3 separate regions of the Pan troglodytes genome follow, and regions 1 and 3 are each linked to region 2. The links are chromatin contacts, called in public HiChIP or PLAC-seq maps. All regions are on one chromosome and are shown on one strand. The core of a region is the stretch at or near the end of the contact, and the rest is flanking DNA. Distances in the headings are between cores, read along the strand shown. Region 1 holds the start of NEK2 (NIMA related kinase 2). Region 2 holds the start of LPGAT1 (lysophosphatidylglycerol acyltransferase 1). Region 3 holds the start of INTS7 (integrator complex subunit 7).

Region 1 (4,681 bases), core at 264-2,763, 160 kb before region 2:
TGGGATTACAGGTGTGAGCCACCACACTCAGCCTATAAATTGTTATTTTGATATAAAATATGGGTGTTGATTCACTGGGAATTTTCTGAAGTACTATGGACCTACCAAACAAGTACAAGTACACTCTTCCATATTACTGATCCCAAAACAAGATGCTTAAAATAAATGAAACTAGACCAATTTCAGCTTACATTTTTAAAAGATTATGCTTACCTTTCCTTGGTTCCCTTTGTAATTACACTAGCCAGATCCCCTCCTTCACAATATTCCATTACAATGTACAGTGTTGTATTGGTCCGGTCAATAATCCGATCATAGTAACGAACGATGTTTGGATGTTTCAGTTCACGAAGCAAATTCACTTCAGAAACAAGCATCTGTTTCTCAGCTTCTGTCATGGAGCCATAGTCAAGTTCTTTCCAAACTAATATCTGAAATAAGAATTTCCAAGGTATGAATGAACTCATTATGCTCAAAAACAAAGAATGAAAGTTCCAAGATTTAACAAATTACCTCTCTTTTAATTATATCCTACAATCAAGGTCATTATCTAATTTAGTTCAATGAACTTAAGGAGCTGTGAGTTTACTTCCATAATCTTCCTCCAGTTCTAAGCAGTAAATGATGTTGTGGGGAGATAAACGGGAATGAGGCACATGAGGACTCCCCCAACCCCTACCCTCAGTTGATTAGTGGGAAGTTGGCTAAAAGGTTTGACTATAGTCAAAATTGGGGTGAAGGTGGTCAAAGTCCCTGCCCCATTCCACCCCAGTCGTGTTTCCCCAGGATGAGACACCTTGGTAAAGATCCCTCCATCAGCAGCCAGGCAGTTTCCTGTCCAATGTTACTTTCTGTAAAAGTTCTACCTATATACATTGGGAAATATGAATCCAATAATCCTAATAATGGATATTTTGAGGGAGTCTGACTGCAGATACAAAGCTTCGGGTTCTGGTAGTCCTGCCCCTTTCTTGTGCCTGAGAGAGGGCCACTCTTAGAGCTCTAAAAACAGCTCAGGAATTAGTTACGTGTCACCAATGGAAGGTCCTTAGCAAGCCAAAGCAGGAGAAAGAGAGAAATGGGGAGAGAAACGGGAAAAGATGGAAATACATATATCAAAAGAAGCGGTCTCCCATCCTTTAAGCCACCCAGGACAGGCTGTCAGATGCAGACCCAGGAAAGACGGTTTAGTCTTCCGGGCACCCATTTCCTCAGCCCTCTCGGTTCCCTTCGGTGGCGCAGGGCGCTCGCCCCGGGGCGACGAAACCTAAGCAGGGGCAGGCGCAGGGTAGGTCCCACGCTCACCTTGCCATCACTCTTCCTCCGGATCTTCTGGCAGCGGCCGTAGGAGCCTGTGCCAATGGTGTACAACACTTCATAGTCCTCAGCCCGGGAAGGCATGGCCGGCCAGTCGCCAGAGTCGCGCTGCCTCACGCAGGTTGCGCCCCCAAGTGCGGAGCTCCAGGGACCAGGAGCTCCAGGGACCTGGACGGAGAAGCCCCCGAGCAGCACTGACCCGCCACCCCTGCCTTGGGCCCCGTTTAACCGTCGCGGGCCCTGATCTTGCAGTCTATTGGCAGGCGGTGGGCCCTCTTCGCCTCTCTGATTGGCTAAGAAGACCACAACAATACCCTAGGCATTTTGGGAAAAGTGTCACTAGGCAACCGCGTCGGCGTCTGCTTTTAACCCGTGGGAGAACTGGGCGAGCTAAGCCAAACGGAGGGCGGGAGAAAGGAAGCGGCAGCTGGCGCCTCTCGGCAACTCTAACCCTCTGGTAGAGATCGCCAAGGTAACCGAGATCTAAGGACCTCCCCTCAGGCTTCTTTGCACACCGCTTCCACCAGATGCCTTCTGACCTTTGCACTCTGGCCCCTCACACTACCTACTCTCCCCGGCACACGACTTCCTCGCTCAGGTTCCAGTACCCTGAACCTGGGTGGGGTCACGTTGAGGATATGCTGAGAGCTGAATACAAATTAGAAATACAGACTCCCGGGTGGGCGCGGTGACTCACGCTCGCCCGTAACCCTAGCACTTTGGGAAGCCGAGGTGGGTGGGTCGCTTGAGCCCAGGAGTTCAGACCAGCCTGGGCAACAGGGCAAACCTCGTCTCTACTGAAAATACGAAAATTAGGCCGGGCGCTGTGGCTCACGGCTATAATCCTAGCACTTTGGGAGGCCGAGGCTGTCGGATTGCTTGAGGCCAAGAGTTCAAGACCAGCCTGGCCAACATGGCGAAACGCCGTCTCTACTAAAAATGAAAAAAAAAAAAAAAAAAAGTAACAGAGCATGGGGTTGCAGGCCTGTAATCCCAGCTTCTTGGGAGGCTGAGGCATGAGGAATTGCTTGAACCCGGGAGGCAGAGGTTACAGTGAGCCGTGCGCCACTGCACTCCAGCCTGGGCGACACAGTGACACCCAGTCTCCAAAAAAAAAAAAAAGAAGAAATACAGTCGCTCTCCTACCAAGTACTTTACACGTCTTGTCCCGTTTATGTGTGCCAAATACATAATTAACCCTATTGACAATACTTCATTGAACACAGATTCTCTTTTACGCACCCACACAAACCAACGTTCTCAGCTTACCCAGCCAAATGAACAGCCCCATATTTACCGGGGAAGGAGGACTTAGAGGCCTCCATCCAGGGCTTGTTAGAGGAATATGTACATTACCAGAAAGCTAATAATTTGGAAATGCATGAACAGGCCAGTTTTCTTTAAATATCTGTTCAGCAAAGGATTAAAAGACACCTGATTTTCTATTAATAAGAATTTAAAAGCTCTTTATGTAAAAATAAGGGACTTATTACATGCCCTGAATATAACATAAGATAATTGGAATTGCCAACCAGGAGAATTTTTAAATTAACATTCAAGGGCACTGTCTTACCTCAGGGGAATAGGACCAATTTAGGTTTCAAAAGTTATGTAAGGAACTGCAAGTGGCTGTGTTAATTAGCATCATTTTTTTTATTTTTGTGCCTCTTACAGATTGGTATCCATAGAGCTTGCTGTGGTTTGAATGTATCCCCCAAAGTTCATGTGTTGGAAACTTTATTCTTAATGCAAAAGTGTTAAGAGGTGAGACCTTTAAATTGATTGGGTTATGAGGGCTACGCCCTCACGAATGGATTAACGTAATCACAGGAGTGGGTTATCTTGAGAGCCGGTTGGTTATAAAAATGCGTTTTGGCTTTCCCTTGCTGTTTCTCTTACCATGTGATGCCTTCCGCTATTTTTTGACCCAGAGAAAAGGCTGCTGCCAGATGCTACCCCTTGATCTTGGACTTCCTAGCTTCCAGAACCGTGAGCCAAATAAACTATTGTTTATAAATTGTCCAGTCTGTGGCATCCTATTATAGCAACATGAAACTGTATAAGACAGAGCCCTGGCCGGGCATGGTGGCTCACACCTGTAATCCCAGCACGTTGGGAGGTCAAGGCGGGTGGATCACGAGGTCAGGAGTTCAAGATCAGCCCGGCCAACATGGTGAACCCCGTCTCTACTAAAAATACAAAAATTAGACGCGATGGCAGGCACCTGTAATCCCAGCTACTCGGGAGGCTGAGGCAGAAGAATCGCTTGAACCCGAGTGGCAGAGGTTGCAGTGAGTGGAGATCACACCATTGCACTCCAGCCTAGGCGACGGAGTGAGACTCCGTCTCAAGAAAAAAAAAAAAAAAAAAAAAAGAGCTGTTTGGTTATCCTGCCCCAAATCCAGTCCTGCACCTTCTCTCTGGCCACTTCTGCTTTTGCTCTAAACGCACACTTTCTCAGTTCCTCACCACCACCATCATCTTTGCACCTGTGATTGCATTTGTCTAGAATACTGTCCAACCCACTCCACTCCCTTATCCACTCCAGTCATGTCTGCCCAGAGGACATAACGTGTCCTTCAAGATTCAATTCCAACTTTCTCTCCTGTAATCTGAGAAGCCTCTCTGGCGTACTTGGACAGTCAATCCTCCATCTACAGTGTTCATAGACCACTTTATACATAAATCAAAACTTATCATTATTTGTTTACATGGCTCTCACAGTAGCTGAACTCCGAACTGCTTATAGCCAGCATAAGTCCTGTAATAGAGAAGGCATGCAATAAAGCTTCGTTAAATAAAAATCTGCGAAAGCCCCTTATTAATAATTATGCAAGGATTTTGAGTGGGCGCTCAAGTACTCAATTGCCAAATGCCCCAGCTCTAGGCAGAGACTAAATATCTGGGAAGGAGCCATCCCAAGAGTATGGAATGTGGCTCCTACGCACATATGCTCATTTAACAAGTATTTATTGAGCACTTGCTATGGCCCAGGTATGATAGGTATTGACATGCTGGCTTTTCATTTAAAAAAAGACAGTGGAGCCACAAAGACAATAATAAAGAGTAGCACAGGAGGCTGGGTGTGGTGTCTCATGCCTGTAATCCCAGCCCTTTGGGAGGCCGAGGCAGGCGGATCACCTGAGGTCAGGAGTTCAAGACCAGCGTGGCCAATATGGTGAAACCCCGCCTCTACTAAAAATACAAAAATTAGCTGGGTGTGGCCAATATGGTGAAACCCTGCCTCTACTAAAAATACAAAAATAGCTGGGTGTGGTGGCACGTCTGTAGTCCCAGATACTTGGGTGGCTGAGGCAGGAGAATCGCTTGAACTTGGGAGGCAGAGTTTGCAGTGAGCCAAGAT
Region 2 (4,060 bases), core at 311-2,810:
TTCACCAAGAGCCAGCCCAGCCACGGAGCTTCTTCCAAAGTTATAGCCATTCTCACACTGGACTCCGTCCTGTCTTTCTGGGGTGAAAGAAAAATTCACTTAAAAAGGAAAATTCATTAAATACATCTAAACAGTCACCAACATAGAAATCGCCCCCAGCACAAAATAAAACAGCGAGGGTCGAAGCTTTCCGGTTGTAGTACCTCGGTGATCTCTCAGGGGAAATTCCAGAGGGGGACAGAGAGCGAGGGAGGAGGAGCCGCACAAGGTCAAGGGAGCTGTTCACCGAGGCACGAAGTATGTCACAATATATTTAGCAAATGATAACACAATTCCCATTCAGTAATCGGTGGCCGTCCCCGCACCGTGTCTCACTGCGGTCGTCTATTGGACTTAGAAAAATAGATCCACTCGCTTCAGACAACCTCAGGATCTCCAAACTGAAGACACAAGTGACATGACCGAAACAGGGTCCCCTCAATAAGATTTCCCAGATACTGAGGACCTCAGTCTCCTCACCACCACGATTCCTGCACACCGATGCATTCCTTTAAAAGGTCTCTGGCTCTAGCGAAGAGTTACCCTCAAAATTCTCATTTGTAGCAATAGGGTTTTTGTTTCCCTTTTTTTTTAAGAAAAAAAATGGGGGGCCTAGAAAAAAAGCTTACAAGGTGAGAGGAAGAAAGTAGGGGGTTATAATGCGAAAAAGAGGAAGAACAGGAGTAGGGGGAAGGGAGCAAAAGCCAGAAAGAGGTAAAAGCCAATGAACTGGGGATGAAGAGAATGAGATTTCCGACCAGAGGGCAAGGAAGCGGGGGATGATGAAAGGGGCAGAGAAGAGGCGACCGCAGCGCGGGGAGCCGGTGGAGCCTGCAGCGGTTTCCGCGGATGTGGAAGGGTCGTGGCGGCGGGCGCGGCCCGCGCGCCGGGCTCACCTCGGCGGGCGCGGACGGCGGGCGGCTGCGGAGCGCGGGGGCGGGTGTCCCCCGCCGAGGGGTCGCGGTCATGGACGCGGCGGCGGCCCAAGCGGCCCGAGGCGCTGCGCGAGCGGGCGCGCTGGCGCCCTACTCCCCTCGCGGCTGCCTGCGGACAGAGGGACGGCGGGGACTCAGAGGCCGGACCTGTCACCGGGGCGGGTCCCGGGGAGGCGGGCGGACGCCCCGCGCCCCCGCCTCCTCCCCGGGGCCTACCGCGCCCTCGTCCCTCAGGCCGCTGCCGCCTCCCCGGGCCACGCGACGACGACACCCCCTTCCCCGCCCCCAGCGCCTCCCCTGGCCCGGCTCCGCTGCCGCTCCGGGGCCTGCGACCGCCGAGCCGGGGGTTACCTCGGGCTGGCCGGGCCCCGGCCGGGGCTTTGGGAGTCAGAGGAGCCGGAAGAATGCATGGCCGGCGGCGGGGCCGGCGGAAGAAGGCGGTGGCGGGGCCCTGCCCCGCTCCGGCTGTGGCGCGGCCCGCGCCCGTTCCCCGGCGGCGCCGAGACTCGGTCCCCAAGGGCCCGGCCGCGTTCGCCGGGACTGGCGGGGAGGAGCGGCGGGAGGAAGCGGCGGGAGTCGGGACTGCGGCGGAGCCGCCCCCACAGCGCCCTCTAATGAAAGCGCCGCCGCCGCTGCCTGGCCCGCTTGCCCCGCCTGGCCCGCTCCCCCTACCCCTGCGCCAGCGAGTCGGGGCCCTCGGGGCTACCTGGACGCTCGGCCAGGACCTCAGTGAGTCCAGAACATACTGAGGGAAAGGGCCGCTCGGAAAGGTCTAGGAATGAACACCCATCCTCACACCCCAGGAGTGCCTTGGTTTCAGTTGAGAGCCCCTTTTCAGCCAACACGGCCGCCTTTCATTGTTAGGGCTCTCTTCTCTGCCCAAACTAGGAACCTGTCTCCTTGACGGCTAAATGTCCACTTTTCATTCTTAATGAAACCCGGTTGCACTCATGGCTTTTCTTCTTAACCTCTGCAGTGTATTATTGTCTAGAGTTTCAAATTCATTCTTTTTACGGTCAAAAGTCTTGTTTCAGGAAAGCAGCTGGAACATTAATGGCAATTCCACTTTCCCATTCATCGCCCCCGCCCCCACCACCCCACCAAGAAACTCAGTGGGAATGAATGGTCTACACAGAGAAACTGAAATCTGGTTAGTCAAGAAGGAAAAAACAACCAAGTGCCTAGCATTAAGTAAGTACTCACCCGCCCGCCATAAAAAGAAAAACCGAAAAGACAAAAAACGGTGGCCATGGGAACTCCTAGACAGACCCCGTCGCTTGGGATACTATAGCTGCATTCTGGTTCAAAGGCTGGACCACCTGAAGGAAAATAGAGAAATAGTCCATTGACCTACCCCCTTGAGCATTCTTAAATGATCTGCCTAAATTTTAGTTTTTAAAAATCCTGTTTATAAAACCTTATGTCCCTTAAGCACATTTGTAAATGGAGGGGATGGGGCAGGGCAGATTTCACACTCCCTAGGGAACTGCCATATTTGAATCAGAATGCCACCTATTCTGCCTATTTTGAAAATGTTCATCACAGCGTTTGCTCTGGACTCTCAACTTTCTCTAATTTCAGTTCCTCTTAGGTCCACAGGTGAAGGAAAGATATGCCCCATTCTATTCCTTGCATTGTCTCTTTATTGACAAGGTAGTAAGATCTTTAAATAAATCTCATGAGAGAGATAATATATATACTTTATTATTCAAAATATGTCATTATATTCTTAAGTAAGATAGGTGAGGCACATATTTATTTCCACAATCAAGAATAAACTCTAAGGATTCCATCTGGTCCATCCAATTCAGCTTTCCCACATGCTGCGTAAACGTTGGCTGACACCTGGAGAGAGATAACCTACAATGGGATTTACACGTGATTCCTGGATCAGGGACCATCTGCCAGAGGACCAGACACAGCAGCACTTGATGAAATGCAATTAGTACCAGGCCCAGAATTCATTTTCAGGCTCAGAAAAGAGCCAGAGGTTGGGCAGGACCTCTGGCTCTTTAGTGTACAAAAACAACACTTGAAGTGTCTACCAAAGAGACAGATTCTTCGGCATCATACCAGAACATTTTAATAATCTAGGTCCAGTGGACCTGAGAACCTGCTTTTTAAAAAGCGTCATAGGTGATTCTGATGCAAGTAGTATGCCGACCTTGCTTTAAGAAACCCTGACTTAGAGGTATTCTGAGATGATCACATTCTCTTCTAGACCCTTCATAATTTTAAATCATTTGATCATATGTGTTCTCATGTGTGTTAGTCAGCTAGAGCTGCCATAACAACATACTGCAAACTGGGTGGCTTAAACAACAGAAACTTATTTTCTCAAAGTTCTGAAGGCCAAGATCAGAGATCAAAGTGTGGGGAGGTCTGGTTTCTTCTGAGGCCTGTCCCCTCGGGTTGCTGATCACCATCTCTCATTGCAGAATTCTGCCATTTCAGTATCTCCTTATGGAAGGAGTAGGGAAGACCTAATCTCCTTGATCTTTTCAGATCTCCTCCTATTAACTGCTTCCAACCTCATTAGACTTTTCTTGAAACTCAACCAACAGTACAACACATTATGTTCCAGGTATAGATATGCCCTGGTTTTGTGCCAAGAGTGTAGGAGAGGGGTTATCTTCTTAACTTTCTGACCACAATATCAGTTTCAAGATAAGTCAGCTGCTATAATAGATAAGAAACTGTTAGGGCTGACTTCTTAAGGGAACAATTTCAGATGATGCTTGTGTTTATTTCTTGCATTTCGAAGTTCGTTTTAGTTAGTTTTACCTTCCTCTTGCCTATACTACAATTTTTTTGCCCTGCCTCCTTTCAACCACTTAGGAAGCCTCCTGAGATTGTTCCATAGCCTATTTTATTGCACCATGGACAGAGAGATGTATGAATGCTCTGAATGACTGTAACAGGAAGATTGGAACAGCCAGTTCTCCAGGGTAGACTGTTCTATGGAAAACAAGGATCTTCTTCAATGACTAGTTAGCTTCTAGTCCCCTATCCTGCTACCTTAGAGCCATCTTTATCAAAACACAAACATGAAGCCAACAATTTCAACACCTTCATGTACACTCCAA
Region 3 (4,477 bases), core at 1,042-3,541, 210 kb after region 2:
CACAAAACAGAAATACTTTAACAGGTTCAAGATGAAATGACTCAATATTTAAAATACTCAACTATATTCTACACGAAACTGGCTATAACTTAATTTCCTAACAGCTTTAAAAGTTACTACAGATGAGATGAAAAAGAACAAGTCATCTTTCTGAGCCTGAGATTCATCTGTAAAATACTCACGCCAGGCATTGCTGGGAGGAGTGAAAATGATCACTTACTCTGTGTCTAAGATTGACACCTGATTTCTTTCCTACAGATATAAAATATTTTCATTTCAACTCTTCTTTAAAAAGGAAAAATTGTGGTTTTTTTCTTACAACTGCAAAATTTGAGGAATTAAACCATTCTAGACTCCTCTTCAGTGCCCCATCTTTATCCCTGTTCCACAACCACTATCCTACTGTCAGCATGAGACAAGCTCAGCTGCACCAGAATGGTAGAAAATGTCCTTAGAACTTGTAGGGATATTAGATATTATCCTGACCTGTAACTTTCACTGAGGAATAAGAAAGAAATGTATCAGAATGAGGAGGAAAGTGTTTGAAAAACACATTTAAGGCCGGGCGCGGTGGCTCATGCCTGTAAATCCCAGCACTTTGGAAGGCCGAGGCGGACGGATCACCTGAGGTCAGGAGTTGGAGACCAGCCTGGCCAACATGGTGAAACCCCGTCTATACTAAAAATACAAAAATTGGCCGGGCGTGGTGGCGGGCGCCTGTAATTCCAGCTACTCGGGAGGCTGAGGCAGGAGAACCGTTTGAACCCGGGAGGCGGAGGTTGCAGTGAGCCGAGATGGCGCCACTGCACTCTAGCCTGGGCAACAGAGCAACACTCTGTCTCCAAAAAAAAAAGAAAAACACATTTAGTATTATAGTTTTTTTTTTTTTTTCCAGAGGAGAAAACCCCTAAAGATTTGGTAAGAGAAAGAAAAGTTCAACATAATTTTCTTGGTTGATGGGGGTGCACTAAAGATACTGAGACTCAACCAAAAGAATATCCCATTAGGGGGCTGTGAAATTTTTGTGTTTATCAAAATAAGGTAAAAGCTTTTTTAAGAGCCTGAGAAACTCTTATTTAGACTAACCCACTAAAAATATTCAGTTTAAAAAACAAACAGAAAAAGAGTCCCAAAAAAGTTAATAGACATGTCCAACTCAGAAAACTGGGAAGTGGCTCAAATCCTTCTGAGTTCTAGTCCAGTTCTCCAACATTATATATTGGCTACAATTAATCAAGATTTAATTGTATACCAGCTGCCGAAATGTTTCCTGTACAATAAAAATCCTTAATATGAAATAAAGGTTTCATATTACTAGTCGAGTTCTTTACTAACAAATTTCCGACCTTGCCTCCCATATCCACATCTAAGAAGGGAGGTATATCTCTTCAGCATTTACTAAATGCTTCTTTTGCATACCATTAAGTCACTTAATACAATTCTGCCGGCTCAATGGTACTGTACCCACTTTGCAGACGACAAACCGAGGCTAGATGAAGTTAATCATAAAATTATCGGCATTGAAATTTAACTCAGTGTAACCCCAAAGCTCCTTCTACACCAAGCTGCTCCCTGTACGGAAACAGAACTCCTGGAACTTGTCCGCAGAGAATGAGCAGGGCCCTTGCTTTTTTATGGTCTTGGCCAGGTTTAGCCTGCCTTGTAACCCGCAGGTAACAGAGCTATGGAAATCAAATGAATCGCTGTCAAGTCGGTGCAAGATTACTATTCAGCACATTTCATGAAGACCTGGTCTCAACTGAACAGACTGAAAACCAATTTCACAATTTCTTTGCAGTGTCTCTTAGAAACTAGCCACTGTCACTGCTTAGAAAATCGGGGGACTGCTCCCTCAAGTGGTCAAAACGGGCCTCTCACTAGAGCTCGCTACTTGTTTAGCCGCTATAAGGCCAGTCACACAATCCTGCAAATTTTCCGCAACCTCCCGAAGGGGTCAAAGCCCACGCCCCAGCAAAAGCACAGGCGCTCCCCGCCCAGCGAAGATATGCGCATGCGCCTATCCGTCTTCTCCCAAAGCAACCACCACCTGGTGGCGCCACTTCCCCCCACGCTTGTTTCACCCATTCAGCCCCTCTTTCGAATACCTTTGTCCAATTCCATAAGGGCAGAGTTGGCATCCAGTTCCTGTTCGCCATAGCCGGCATCTGCCAGGAAAGACTTAGTTGAGTTTGACGCCATGACCCGAATAGTTACTCGACTAGCCTAGTCAGAAAGATTGCAAACTCTACCCCAGGACCGCCATCTTCCCCCGCCGCCTTCTTGCTGGTTTTTCTTCCGCGCGCTGTCAAGCCCTGTTACGCATGCGCCCTGGTCACCCCGCGGTTTGTCCGCGCCTCGGCTACCCCCTGCGCAGGCGCTCAAGGAGCTCTTGGACTCCAGGTTCCCGCGGCTGGGAGAAAAGGAGGCGGGGATCCGAAGGGGGAAATGACTCTGAGGCGCCCGGACGTCGCTCGGAAGCCAATCAGAGAGCGTGACGTCAGTTTGGCGCGGAGTTTGGCGGCCGGGGCTTACAGTGGCGGGAGTTGGAGGCGATAACGATTTGTGTTGTGAGAGGCGCAAGCTGCGATTTCTGCTGAACTTGGAGGCATTTCTACGACTTTTCTCTCAGCTGAGCCTTTTCCTCCGACCCTGATGCTCTTCAATTCGGTGCTCCGCCAGCCCCAGCTTGGCGTCCTGAGAAATGGTGAGTAACGGTCCCAACCGCTGCTCGGAGCTGGCGGAATTCATTTTCCCCGAAACACACGCCACCTCCGACCAGGGCCGACTCCAATTCTGAACTCAGCTTCTGAGTTCTCCCATGGCAAGGGTAAATTAGTGTTAGCAGGGACTACTAAAGAAAGCTGTACTTTCATCCCCTCGGGACACTTGTAATCGTAATCGGGCTTTTAAAATCGTAACGTAGGCAGGGACGTCGAAATAACTGCCTTCCAAGGCCCCTTACAGCTTTCATCTCCATTGCGCGTTAACGGGAAAATGCATGCATTTGTGTGTATATGTTTCCCTCAACAGTTATTTGAGATGCTCAAAACTCCTAATCATTGATTAATTCATTCGTTTGTTGTGGAATCTTAGTGAGCCCAGCTATGTGCTATAGGTATATACCAGTGAATATGACCCGCTGTTAAGGAACTCAGTCAAGCAGAGAAGACAGGATATCTGCTTCTAACAGGAACAAAATCTTATTTTCCCCGTTTACTACACGGTCATAAAAATTTAAATTATAGAGTGAAAGATGCCTGTAACCACATCCGCCAGAGATGACCTCTGTTAATAGATTGAAGTATATTATTCCAGATGTTTTCGATGCTAGAGGTAATACCTATTATTTTCAGAAATCGGATCAAAATGTCCAGTTTTTTCACTTTAATGGTATAAGTTGAACTTATTCCCATGTTAATACGTAGAAATCTAACTTATATTCTTACGCTAAAACATTGGCAGTAAGAGATTTGAGGTTAGATTTGGATGTCATCAACTTAAACTTTTTGGTAAGTTTCAGATAAGGGAGCTAAACTACCCAGACTAACCTTGGACAGAAATAAAATCTCACTCATGTGAAGGTCGACTATAGCCAGAGGTTCTTTTTCCCCTTGAAACTATGTGGAAAACGAACCTGAGAAGGGAATTTTTATATTCAGGGATGAGTCTAGGAAAATAATATTGAGAAAGAGACTGAGAAGTAGTCCCTCAACTTCCTGCTAGCAGTCTGAAACTTTATACCATCCTTATTTATTTCCCTCTTAGATAATCTTTGTAATTATACTTAAATGCTCCTCTTTCTGTCTCTCCTGGGACCTTGTTTGAGTAACTTCTTTGTCCTCTGTTTAAGAGTGACAGTACGCACAGTGACTAAGAGCTCTGTCTTTGAAGTTAAACTGCCTGGGTTTTATTATACCTCCACACCTTACTATATGTGTGTCCTGGGGGAGCTATTCAGCCTCTATTTTGTGACAGATTTTCTCCTAATTCTCCATGTGTTTACCTTTCCCTTCCCTCTTTCCTATTCTCAAGTACTCATTCGTTGTTACATAATAGTCACTGAAATTCATTCGTTATTATATGCAATCTATAGAATCATCTCCTTTCCTCTTCAGTGTTGGTGTTCCATCCTTGACCCCTTTTCTTCTTCTACCTACTCCTTTGGATGATCACAGCCACAACCAGGGCTTCTTCCACTTCTACATACATACAACCTTCTGTTACTTATATAGTAAGTCCTCACTTAATGTCTAGATAGGCTCTTGGAAACTGTGACTTTAGGGAAAACAGTGTATAACTAAACTAACTCTACCATAGGCTACTTGATATAAATAAGAATTGTTTCAGTGGCATATTTTGGTCACACAAACACCACCGAACTTCTAAAGAAAGACTCAAAGCACTTTTAATATTAAATGTTGAAATAATTGTGTGCTATACATATATTTGATAATAATAAAAACAGGTGAGATAATTA

The links. HiChIP or PLAC-seq counts read pairs in DNA pulled down with a chosen protein or histone mark.
Region 1: a contact with region 2 is called in an H3K4me3 HiChIP or PLAC-seq map of stem cell-derived excitatory neurons, with 4 times the contacts expected there. The contact joins the promoter of NEK2 here to the promoter of LPGAT1 in region 2. A contact is called at or near these places in 1 of 7 Hi-C or Micro-C datasets (stem cell-derived neural progenitor cells) and 1 of 1 datasets of contacts at active chromatin or transcription factors (stem cell-derived excitatory neurons).
Region 3: an H3K4me3 HiChIP or PLAC-seq map of stem cell-derived excitatory neurons shows a contact between it and region 2, with 2.5 times the contacts expected there. The contact joins the promoter of INTS7 here to the promoter of LPGAT1 in region 2. A contact is called at or near these places in 1 of 7 Hi-C or Micro-C datasets (stem cell-derived neural progenitor cells) and 1 of 1 datasets of contacts at active chromatin or transcription factors (stem cell-derived excitatory neurons).

The regions. Positions count from the first base shown.
Region 1 is chr1:37,435,791-37,440,471 of NHGRI_mPanTro3-v2.0_pri, reverse strand. NEK2 (NIMA related kinase 2) reads right to left here and starts at 1,513. Exons shown (of 8, transcript NM_001280514.1): 1 at 1,306-1,513; 2 at 214-431. The coding sequence starts at 1,401.
Region 2 is chr1:37,277,868-37,281,927 of NHGRI_mPanTro3-v2.0_pri, reverse strand. LPGAT1 (lysophosphatidylglycerol acyltransferase 1) reads right to left here and starts at 1,560. Exons shown (of 8, transcript XM_001170154.6): 1 at 1,326-1,560; 2 at 1-77. The coding sequence starts at 50.
Region 3 is chr1:37,073,163-37,077,639 of NHGRI_mPanTro3-v2.0_pri, reverse strand. It overlaps INTS7 (integrator complex subunit 7), which reads right to left and starts at 2,291. Exons shown (of 20, transcript NM_001280517.1): 1 at 2,106-2,291. The coding sequence starts at 2,199. It overlaps DTL (denticleless E3 ubiquitin protein ligase homolog), which reads left to right and starts at 2,401. Exons shown (of 15, transcript XM_525058.7): 1 at 2,401-2,704. The coding sequence starts at 2,653.